2 separate regions of the Hordeum vulgare genome follow, and region 1 is linked to region 2. Evidence: chromatin contacts called from public Hi-C data. All regions are on one chromosome and are shown on one strand. Each heading gives the region's core, a stretch centred on a gene start, on an enhancer-like site or on the middle of the called end of the contact. The rest is flanking DNA. Distances are from core to core; before and after follow the strand shown. Region 1 holds the start of LOC123411306 (cytokinin dehydrogenase 11). Region 2 has its middle 27 kb from the start of LOC123412607.

Evidence for each region. A called contact is a pair of places that touch in the nucleus more often than the background predicts.
Region 1: a Hi-C map of leaf shows a contact between it and region 2, with 5 times the contacts expected there. The contact joins the promoter of LOC123411306 here to the enhancer-like site in region 2. A contact is called at or near these places in 5 of 6 Hi-C or Micro-C datasets (leaf, seedling and an unstated tissue).

What each region holds. Positions count from the first base shown.
Region 1 is chr7H:619,994,995-620,000,350 of MorexV3_pseudomolecules_assembly, forward strand. It overlaps LOC123411306 (cytokinin dehydrogenase 11), which reads right to left and starts at 3,305. Exons shown (of 4, transcript XM_045104239.1): 1 at 2,437-3,305; 2 at 2,082-2,360; 3 at 1,450-1,712; 4 at 1-514. The coding sequence starts at 3,102. The coding sequence ends at 184.
Region 2 is chr7H:619,876,912-619,882,390 of MorexV3_pseudomolecules_assembly, forward strand. No RefSeq gene overlaps it. Among protein-coding and RNA genes, the nearest start is that of LOC123412607, 27 kb to the left of the region's middle. Within about 2 kb of position 2,525, at least 1 of the 3 cell types and tissues checked has open chromatin away from gene starts, as enhancers often do. A contact at or near this core is called in leaf, where this site is marked.

The sequences.
Region 1 (5,356 bases), core at 2,055-4,554, 120 kb after region 2:
TTCTTTGCAACCCCTTCCCTACTACAGTCCCTTACAGCATCCATGGAGCCCCTTTTGTCCCCCCAATGTGCGTGCCTAATGAATAATGACCCTATAATCATCATCATCATCTTCTTATGTTGTGGATGGATCGAGATCTTGATGACCATCATGGCTTGGCCGGCAACCACGTTTAGCTATGAGCTATGATCGGTCGAGGCGGGAGGAGGAAGGGGTCCTGGCGAAGATCTTCTGGCCCGGGGCGAGGATCGCGAGCGGGTCGTAGCGGGCCTTGCGGTCGAGGAAGCGGGCCCAGTTGGGGCCGAAGTGGCGCGCCCAGTCGGCCTCGGCGCGGTAGTGCGGGAAGTAGGTCTTGAAGTCGTAGCCGTTGCGGCGGCAGGCGTCGACGATGGCCCCGTTCTGCGCCACCAGCTCCTCCGCCGCCGCCGCGCCGCCGCCCGGGCAGAACCGCAGCAGCGCCACCAGGTAGAACACCTCGCCCTCCGGCAGCGCCACCGACGTGTTCGGGTCCCACCTGCAGCACGACGCGTCAAGGCACGACACGACAAAGGAAGAGAGAGCTAGCTTATCGTAAACAATGGCGCCGGTGCGTGCACTGCACTGCAGTGCATGGCCTGTGGCTGAGTGCGACGTGCATGGCGATAACAATCAATAGTTTTATCAATCATAGGACCTGAGCTGGTGGCCGCCGATGCGCGGTCTGCCAGGGCTAAATCCGAAACGGAACGGGATCGGCGGAGGGACTGGGACGGAGCCCGGCCAGCCGTCTTATTATAGAGAGAATTCCTTATTTGGCCCTTTCTTAAATTCTTCTTCCCTATTTGGCCCTAAATATTATTTTTTTCCCTATTTGACATCTAAACTTCATTTCCTTCCTAATATGGCCCTGTAGTGCAATCTGAACACTAACGGTGTTAAATGTGGTTGTAAAATGACTCTTTTGCCCTTGATGAATTGTGGGAACAAAAGTTACTCTCTAGTGTGTGTGACATATTTAAGCCAATAAAAACGTACCAGTAGCTCCATAATAACCGTTGAAAGCATCCAAAATGGAGCTACTGGTACGTTTTTATTGGCTTAAATATGTCACACACACTAGAGAGTAACTTTTGTTCCCACAATTCATCAAGGGCAAAAGAGTCATTTTACAACCACATTTAACACCGTTAGTGTTCAGATTGCACTATAGGGCCATATTAGGAAGGAAATGAAGTTTAGATGTCAAATAGGGAAAAAAATAATATTTAGGGCCAAATAGGGAAGAAGAATTTAAGAAAGGGCCAAATAAGGAATTCTCTCCTTATTATAATCGCTGCCGTCTGCTCGCCGCTCACATGCGCGTGCGTGCAAAATGGCATGCCACCGGGCGGCGCACGGAGGCGGTCCAAGAAGAGGAGAGGAGAGGAGAGGTGGTGCGTCATCGGTTGTGTTTGTACGAGTAGTACTCACTTGCTCTTGAGCATGGGGTAGATGAGCATGGGCCCGTCGATGCCGTCGGCGAGCATGCCGGCGAGCACGGCGCGGTCGAAGTCGGCGATGTCGCGCGCGGAGACGAAGAGGTTGAGCCACGGGTGCGGCGCGTCCCAGCTGCCGCTCCGGCGCGCCTCCTCCTCCACCCGGTTCACGCGCGACAGGAACTCCACGTACCCGACGTCCGCCGCGTACTCCAGCCCCCGCACGTACTTGAGCCGCCGCATCATCTCCCCCATCCTCTGCACACACACACACACACACACACAAACAAACATGAGCACGGGCATGCGAATCAATATCTCAATGGGTCTGGCAGCAGAGCAGAGCATACGACGACGACGACGGACGCTATCGTGTCACGTCGTCACATGCCGGCCTAGCGCGTTAGCTGAGCTGTGCCATGGGGACAAAGGAGACGTGAGTGAGGCGAGGTGGGGCTCGGCCCGCATTGTACGCACGCGAGCGAGATCGACCGGTGTACGTGGGCGTGGGTGGGGTGGGGGCCGTGGTGAGCTTGGCGGCATGCGCGGTTGGGGGCAGAGAATCCAGCGGAGGGTGGAGGACGACGACATCCCCGCACGCAAGTACAGCGCCCGTCCGAGGCCTACCTCGTCCACGTCGTCCGGCTGCTGCTGCTGGTGCTGGTACAGGGCCACCTCCAGGCAGTAGAGCAGCGGGCCGGGCTCGCCGGCGGGGAGCAGCGACGGGTCGAAGCGCGCGCCGGCGGGGATGGGCACCGACGGCCAGCCGTTCACCGGGTCGTCGCTGCGCACGAACGCGAACCCCTCCACGTAGTCGAACGCCGACTCCGACGGCCGCGTCACCAGCCACTCCGCGTCCGCCGCGTACTCCGCGAAGCTCGCGTACACCACGCGCGCCCACCTCACCTGCAGTCACCCGGTTAGCGTGCACCGTTGGACGATGACGGTGAGGATGAGGATGAGGAGTGGTGGGAGGTAGTACCGTCCGTGGCGCCGGGGAGAGCGGGATGCGGGCGCGGGTGATAACGCCGAACTGGCCGAGGCCGCCGAGGACGGCGAAGAAGAGGTCGGGGTGGGAGGAGGGGGAGCAGACGCGGCACTCGCCTTCGCCGGTCACCACCTCCAGCTCCACCACGTTGGACACCTGCGGGCCGTACCGGAAGGACTGCCCGCTCACGCCGCCGTTGGAGAGCGTGCCGCCGACGGTGAGCCGGAGGTAGTCCGTCCAGGAGGCGGGGGCGAGGCCGTGGTTCGAGACGGCCCAGTGGAGGACCTCCTCCCAGAGCGCGCCGCCGGGGACGTCGGCGAAGGCCGCCCCACCGCCTCCAGGCGACACGAGCTTCATCTGCAGGCGCCGGGCGCGCATGTCGAGGACGAGGCCGCCGTCGGACATGGCCTGGCCGGCCACCGAGTGGCCGTTGCCGCGGGCGGCCACGGTCAGGTGCGTCGTGCGCGCGGCCGCGCGGATGGCGCTGGCCACGTCGTCGGCGCTGGCCGGCCGGACGACGGCCGCGGGGCGCGCGCTCACGAGGCCGCCGAAGTCCTTCGCCGCCGCGCACTCGGCCGCGTCGGCGGTGACCACGGTCAGCTCGAGAGCGTCCCGCTCTGTGGCGGCGGCGGCGGCGCGGTCCATGTACGCGAGCATCATCTTGGGCAAGCAGCTTCTCTTCTCGCTGTGTCTGTGATGAGTTTGTGTAGCTGAGCTGAGGAGAGCAGAGCAGAGCAGAGCTCTCTGTTTTGTGATGTCACTCGCGCTCTGTCTCCGGCTGTGTTGCGGTCGTGTGGGTCGAGGGGTTTATATCGAGAGGACACGCGGACGTCGATAGCCATCACACACCTTTCAGAGCAAGAAATTCTAGTTAAGTTGGAAGTTTGAACTTAAACGCTGGAGTAGTATCGATTACTCACTCCGTTCCTAAGTCCTTTTAGAGATTTCACTAACGGATTACGAAGCAAAATGAATGAATATATGGTTTAAAACATGTCTATATACATCCGTATATAATCCCTTAATAAAACATCTAGAAAGACTTATATTTAAGAACGAGGGAGTAGTTAGGAGCGGTACTTTTCTTTGTACACATGCATTATGTAGCTATCTTTCCCCCTCCCATACTGGTACGTACGACATCAAAGTTCAAAGGGCTAAATATATCAGCAAAACGGAAAAAAGAAATACAGCCCACCATTGATGTGAGACAAGGAGTTGGACTTGGCATTAGCAGCGGTACGCACGACACTATTTATGCACTGGCAAAGGCGGCGACGCATATCAGCTGGAGTATTAGGTTTCTCTCTTTTGCTTGTTTTCAATCAACGATCTGAAAAACTACTTGGTGCCGCCACCGACCTTCTAGTATAATCTCTTCATCTGTTAAGAAGAAAGGGCCTTCATCCACCGTCCCAGAGACTCCGACAGCCAGACTCACAATCATGTTGATCCATAGGCCTGCGGCACGACGTATTTCGGCCAGCCACACCCACATGGATATATCTGAGCAATCAAACTTGAAAAAGATCATTTTTCTAACACTAGATTAATATCTGCCTTAGAATTTAATTGTAGGAGTATATATACTAAAAGGTAATTAGAATTTCTTTGTTTGTCCAATTTCATTCGTGTAGGCATGAAGATAAAGAGAACTCAATCAATGTGTACTTTTTTCAAGCCAATTGGTTCAGGCAGTCATCCATGTGAACGTGACGCTAATACAAATAATGTGCAACCTAGCGAAGAGAATCACCCTAGTCATGTTGAAGATGATGCTCAAACTAGTCAAGATGTGCGAGAAGTTACAAAAGAAGCAACAGTTATAACCACAAAATACGATCGAGATCGAGGGAGACTCCCTCAAATTTGGCAACTCTCTCCGAAAAAAGCAAGATGATGCTAGGCGTTTTTATGTATTTGAGGGGGCCTATCAACCAACATTGAGAAATTTTTGAATATAGTGAAACAAGTTGTTTGTCGGCGATTCCAAAAAGATTGATACACAAACTTTTGATGGTTGAAATATTAAACTGATACAAAATGTGCCTATTGCTTACCATGTTTTCTCTTTTTCAAGAAACCGGTTGGGAAGTGTGGTTCAGACACATTTATTGTCAAAGGATTTGATAAATGGAAGAAGGTTAACAATAAAAAAAAGAATGTGCTTTTCTCAAACATATGGGCACTACTCCCAGCTCGGCTCACAATTTTACAGTTCGGTGTTATAAAACCTGAAAAGGAATCCAACTCATATTGACACAGTGATTAAAAATCAAACTAAAAAAATGGTTCTTGATCCAAGGTTGAGGCTTAAAACTTCTATTGATGCCATGAGGTAAGCAATAAACATTTAATTTAAAACAATTTTCTTAATACATTGTATCTATTAATTATTTTGTATTGATTGCATTAGGTGGTTAGTGTTTCAAGCATGTCCGTTTAGAGGCAATGATGAATCTGAGGATTTCAAGAATCAAGGTAACTTTAAGAAAATGATTAAGCTTTTGACTTATTATAATAAGGATGTACAGGTAGTACAAAATGATACTAAAATGCAAAGTACACCTCATCAACTATTCAGAAGGAAATTGTTGGTATAATTTCACGAAAAGTGCAAACCAGAATTAAAGAAGAAATGGGTAATAGCAAATTTGCAATATTGGTTGATAAATGTCGGGATGGATCTAAAAAAGAGCTGATGGGAGTAGTTCTTCGGTTTGTGAAAATAGAAGGATTGATAAGGGAGCGTTTTCTTGATCTTATTCATGTGAATGACACTTGTGCTTTGACTCTCAAGAATAAAATCATTGCTATCCTAGCTGATAATGGGTTGAATGTGCAAGATATTAGAAGCGAAGGGTACGATGGAGCAAACAACATGAGACGGGAGTGGAATGCGCTAAATGCTCTA
Region 2 (5,479 bases), core at 1,275-3,774:
GGGTTTTGGTGCTCGGGCTACATGAAGCCTTTTTTTCAAACATTCAAAAATAACATTTCAAAGTTTCAAAAAATTCTGAAAACAATTCCACATTGACATGTGGATGTATACTACACGTGTGTAAAATTTCAGAAGAAAATACATTGATTTGTGACCTGCACAAAAAAGTGAAAGTTGTTGGTTTTTTATTGTGAACAGTGCACATACTGTCCATTGTTTCCAACGTCAGCAATTTGCCTTTTTTGTGTAGCTCTCATGTCAATGTATTTTATCATGAAAATTTGTGGGTATGAATTATATATCCATGTGATACTGTGGATTTTTTCTGAGCATATTTTGAAGCATTGGAACTTTTGTTTGGATTTTTTTATAAAAACGAGCTCCATGTAGCTCGAGCTCCAAAAGGAATTTCTGATATCGACACCACTATAGCACTTTTAACACGGTCTCATCGAAGGGTATCTATGTACTACTCCCTCTGTCCCGAACTATTTGTCACGAAAATGGATGTATCTAGACGTATTTTTGGTTTTCATACATCCATTTTCACGACAAGTAATTCAGTATGGTGGGAGTACAATTTAGGGATTTTAACGGGATATAGCGTGATTTAATGGCTCTATATATAGTAACAATTAGTTCATTTCATGGCTGTCGCTATTTGCCGTAGTTCACTATTTTAGACTTTGATTGGTCAACTTCACTTCTCAACCAGAAAGTCCTCCATACTAGATGTGACCTATTGAAATCTTAGGCAGAGTTCAGACATTGCAGTTTCCAAAAAATAATCATTGTTATAAAGAATGCAAATGGAACCCAGATGTAACTGTGGACATATGTTTGTATGACTTCAATATGTTTGTAATATGGACATACATTAGTTTTTCAGTCCTTAGTGTCGAGGAAATGTAATTCATTGACTAGCGGATTGGTGTGGAATGTTAGCTTGCAAGAATTTATCCAAGCACGTCTTACTGCCAGTTGTCCCTGCACGAAAGTTCATGAACTATTTTTGTGTGTCATTTTATTTTATTTTGTGAGTTGGTATGTACTCTCGTTTATATATAGCATTCTCTACCCCCATGTTATTTTAGTTTCTATTGAAAACCCTAGAATTGATCATAACCTCCACCCATAACTGAACTAGTGTTTAGCACAAACGGTCAAACAAAGATCAGGATCAAAGTATATGATTTTACATTTACCAATTTAGTTGGAGCAAGTGCTATAGTTGAGGTTTCATGATCGAACTCTTCCTGGTTTGGAAAGTAATTGAAAGACTATTGGGCCACATACCTGCGCCATGATTCGGAAACTTGGTTTTGCACATCCGGCACTCACTTCCTGTTCTCTTTAAGTCTTGTGTAGCAAAATTTAACAACTTACGCATAAATCAACTAGCCCACCGTTCTAAGTTTAGAAAAAACATTTAAACAAAGATCGAAATCATAGCACTGTTTTCAATTTCAGTGCTATTTCCTTGAAACTCACTGAATTTTAGTAGGCTCTGAAATATCTTTCGGCAAAAAAACACTTCAGCAAATTCAGTAGTACATTGGAATACACATATTTTTTAATATATTTAAAGATTCTCAAATATTTGGTTAAATTCAAGTGAATGTTTCGGTTTTTGGCCGAAATGCAATGAAATTCACTGAATTTTGGTGATTTCGGTTGCTACTAAAATTCTTGTAGAACTGAAATTCAAAACCTTAAACCAGAGTACATGGTTTTGCATTTGACGGTTTAGTGGGAACAAACGCTAGAGTTGAGGATTCATGATGAACCTCTTCCTCTACCTTTCACGGAGAAAGCTCAGTGTGGTGAATCATGAACCAAATTGGAACCCACACGTCTAATCCGTCTGTCCACGATGAGTAGCACATCTGCTTTCCACGTCCCACTAATGAGCTAGCTAAGTTAGCCCATGGACAAAACGACAAGGCGCTTTGATATTCTCATGAAAACGAAAAAAGTTTTCTTGCAAAAATCCTGAGACTATTTCCCGGATATTGCCGCTGCCAGAATTATTCTTTATGCAATGCCCAAGCGCACTAGAGCAGTGGTCAACTCAAGAAAAAGAGGACCTCTGCCCCCCTTCACGTAGGACTGTAGGTGCCAAATTATGCGTGGCCTTAGTGGTCTTGTCCTAAGTCAACTTGTGCGTGTTCGTGTCATACTACTGGGCATATATGCATGCATGATTCTTGCATGATTACATTGTCATTGCTAAAAAGGTGGCTAGTCCTAGGTGATGAGTAGAAGCAAACAGGGTCACAAATTTCCACCAGAAGATGTGGCACTTTTTATTACAAAGAAATGGTATTTGAGGCGCTTTTAAATTTTATTTTGTGTTGGAAAAAACATGTGCACCAATTATGAGTGACACTATAGGAGAAAAACAGAATAAAAATGGGGAGGGAAGTCATGATCAATCTCCCTTTTGTCCCTGTCACTGAACTCAGGGCTCTCAAGGTGAGACTAATCTTTGTAGGGGCCAAGGCAATGCTTCCATGCTTATCGATCGAACGAGTGTTAACAGTTGATTGATGTGATGGAGGTAGAACTGCTACTAGTGAAAGTGTACCTTTGTGATCATGTGGTCCAAATATTCCCACTAGCTACTCGGTTCACATGCCAGGTAGTAAAAAAATTCCTCGACAACTTTGTGCTAGTTGCTACTAGGGGGGATGAAAACCCTTTCAAATCCTGAAGAAAACGACCTAACTATAATTAACCTGGAGTTGATAATTTGGTGTTTTATAGTAATACTTTATGTGCATGTCAGGCTAATCTCCTTTTGATGTTATCCATAACCGTTGTTTAAGAGGATCGAATTAGTATCTATATCTTGTGGTCAAGAGGCGATGGTTCAACAATCTTTCTTTTAACCCCATGAGAGGGATAGCAGATGTTGTGTCCGCATGTGTTCAAATGTTCTCTAGAGAGCAGAGATTGATAGATGGTAGCTTCATGCTGAAGCTCTCTCCCAGCAACTGAAGGACTGCACGCACGACACGTACGCATGCAGCCTTGGCCATTGCACCGCCATCAGATGAGAACCTAACAGAGTTGCCAATGTGAGGACATGCACCAAACAGATTCCCACCAAACACGCGATAAGAAAGAAGGGAAGGAAAGGGCCAGAACTGGTACAAAAAGATCTATGCTTGGTGATTTCGCAACTGGCTCTTCTCCGTGATCTGTGTCGTTTTGTGGCGAGAGGGGTATCGGGCCAGTACTCCCTCATTCCTAAAATATAAGCGCATCTACAGCCTCAACTTGCAAATTCAGTCCCTCAAATGTTAGGGGACGAGCCAGCGGACAATGACAGGTCGCGTCTTAGATAATGCATTCTATGACTGAACACCTTAAATTAGAAACCTCAAATCCATATTATTACATCCAACATAAACCTAATACTAAACGGAGCTCGTCCGACTATGTTGTGTTCATGTCCGGCGGCCGGCTGCGCTCCTTGGAGTGTTGGTACGGTCACGGGCGAGGTAGAGTAGGACATGGGACACTAGCCGGCTTACGGAAGTCCAGCTCCTGCGGTCTCTCATGCTCTATTGTTCCTCGTCGGAGCCCGTGACCCGGACGGTGTCGATGGACGTCAGGTCGATGATGTCGACCACGCCGCCGTTGCGGCGCCCGCACCCGTGCATTATACGGGGTGCGTGAGAGCGCGACTCCACATCTCCAACGTCCACCGCCGCTAGGGACCATGCCGCCTCCCGCACCCGCTGCCTCGCACGACGGGCACACCTCGCCATGTTAGCGTGTGAGGACGCCCAAGGTGCATCTCGGCATGCCAACAGAAGTGGTGCCCGTCCTCCTAGGTGTTCGAACGCCAGACAGACCACACCGCCTCCGGTGAGGCATCGGCTGAGCCGACGCAAATGGATTCCAAACGTTGCGAGTCCCCGCACAGCCGAAGGGAGGCCGCCTCCCGGGAGCGGCGGAGCGCAAGACGGATAGCCATCTCCTCCTCGGGATCGTGTGGGATGAGCTTGTGACTGACGTATCTCGAGGTGAAGGACTCGGATCCGCTGCACGCCATGCCGGAGAAGGCCATAGATCGCCGAAGGGGAGCTTTGGTGGCGAATGGGAGTGAAGGGGAGTGGAGTGGAGTGAAGTGGCTAGGGTTTGGTCTTGTGAGCAGATGGGGACAAATATATTTGGGATCGATGCGGGCCAGCGTGGGCCAGTGTGGGCCTGACAGGCGTGTCCGGGCGTGCTCAGACTCCTCCATATCCACCCCTGAAATGGATATAAGAGGTGTTGGTCAGTCTGGACGTTTGAGATCCGTTTGGGGGGTCCGACTCGGTCATTTTTTTTGTGACCGGTCAGTGATCGAACGGTCTGTCCGGACATTTGAGACGAGTTTAAGTGGTCCGGCTGTAAATGCAATCTACAACCACAACCGCATACACCAAATTCGGTCCATATACACCTGCACACGCATCAATGGAGATGGCCTAGTCAACCCTCAAATTTTGTGTTGCATCCACATACATCAAACTCTAGTCCTCAAATTCATAAGCACTCAAAAGCTACCTCTTCATGTTGGGGAAAGTCGCATGATAAACAAAACAATTTCTACGGCTCATCAAGATCAATTTATGAAGATTAACATCTACGAGAGGGGGAGTGTATCTACATACCCTTGAAGAATGGACGTTTAGTTTCGGTTGGGAAGGTCTTTTAGTCCAGGTTCGCCAACCGAGACTAAAGGATGGGGATCAAAGGGTCCAACCCTTTCGTCCCGGTTGGCCACACCTCAGGATTAAAGTCCCTCCACGTGGCAGCGCGCGTGCGGCGGGGGCGGAGGACCTTTAGTCCTGATTGGTGTCACCAACCGGGACTAAAGAGTTTGTGTTTCTTTTATTGGGGTTTAGGATTTTAGGTTTATAGTTTATTTTCTTTTGTCATTTTGTGTTTTCCATTCAGTTATTTTTATTTTAAACATATTTTACGCTATTACATACTATACACGTTGATGCATAATATAATTTCTCGTATGACCATACATATATGTATATACAATTTGGTACATATAAAATTTCACTTATACTAAATTTGGAGATTATTACATGTAATGGTATTCTCCGCCTCTAGGTATGAGCTCATTAAGCAAAGATCCCGCAATTTTCTCTTGAATTGTTCGTATGCGGTTCTTTGGTAGGAGCTTCTTCCGCAGTTCATCAATATTTAAAAAAAGGAGACTAATATAAATATATTAGGTTATATGTATATATTATATCATCATAAAAGAATTGTAAATAGTGTTTACATACGTGACGTCATTAGTCACTAAACCGTCTGCTTTCGATCGCAATGCAAATGTTCTCACAAACGTAATATACGCATAAATTAGTCCCTTGTTTCTGCCTCATGCACTTTGCAAGAATATAATTCAATCAAATAATAATCAAGCAAGATGATTCCGGCGAGGGATATGAGCCTCTCAACACAG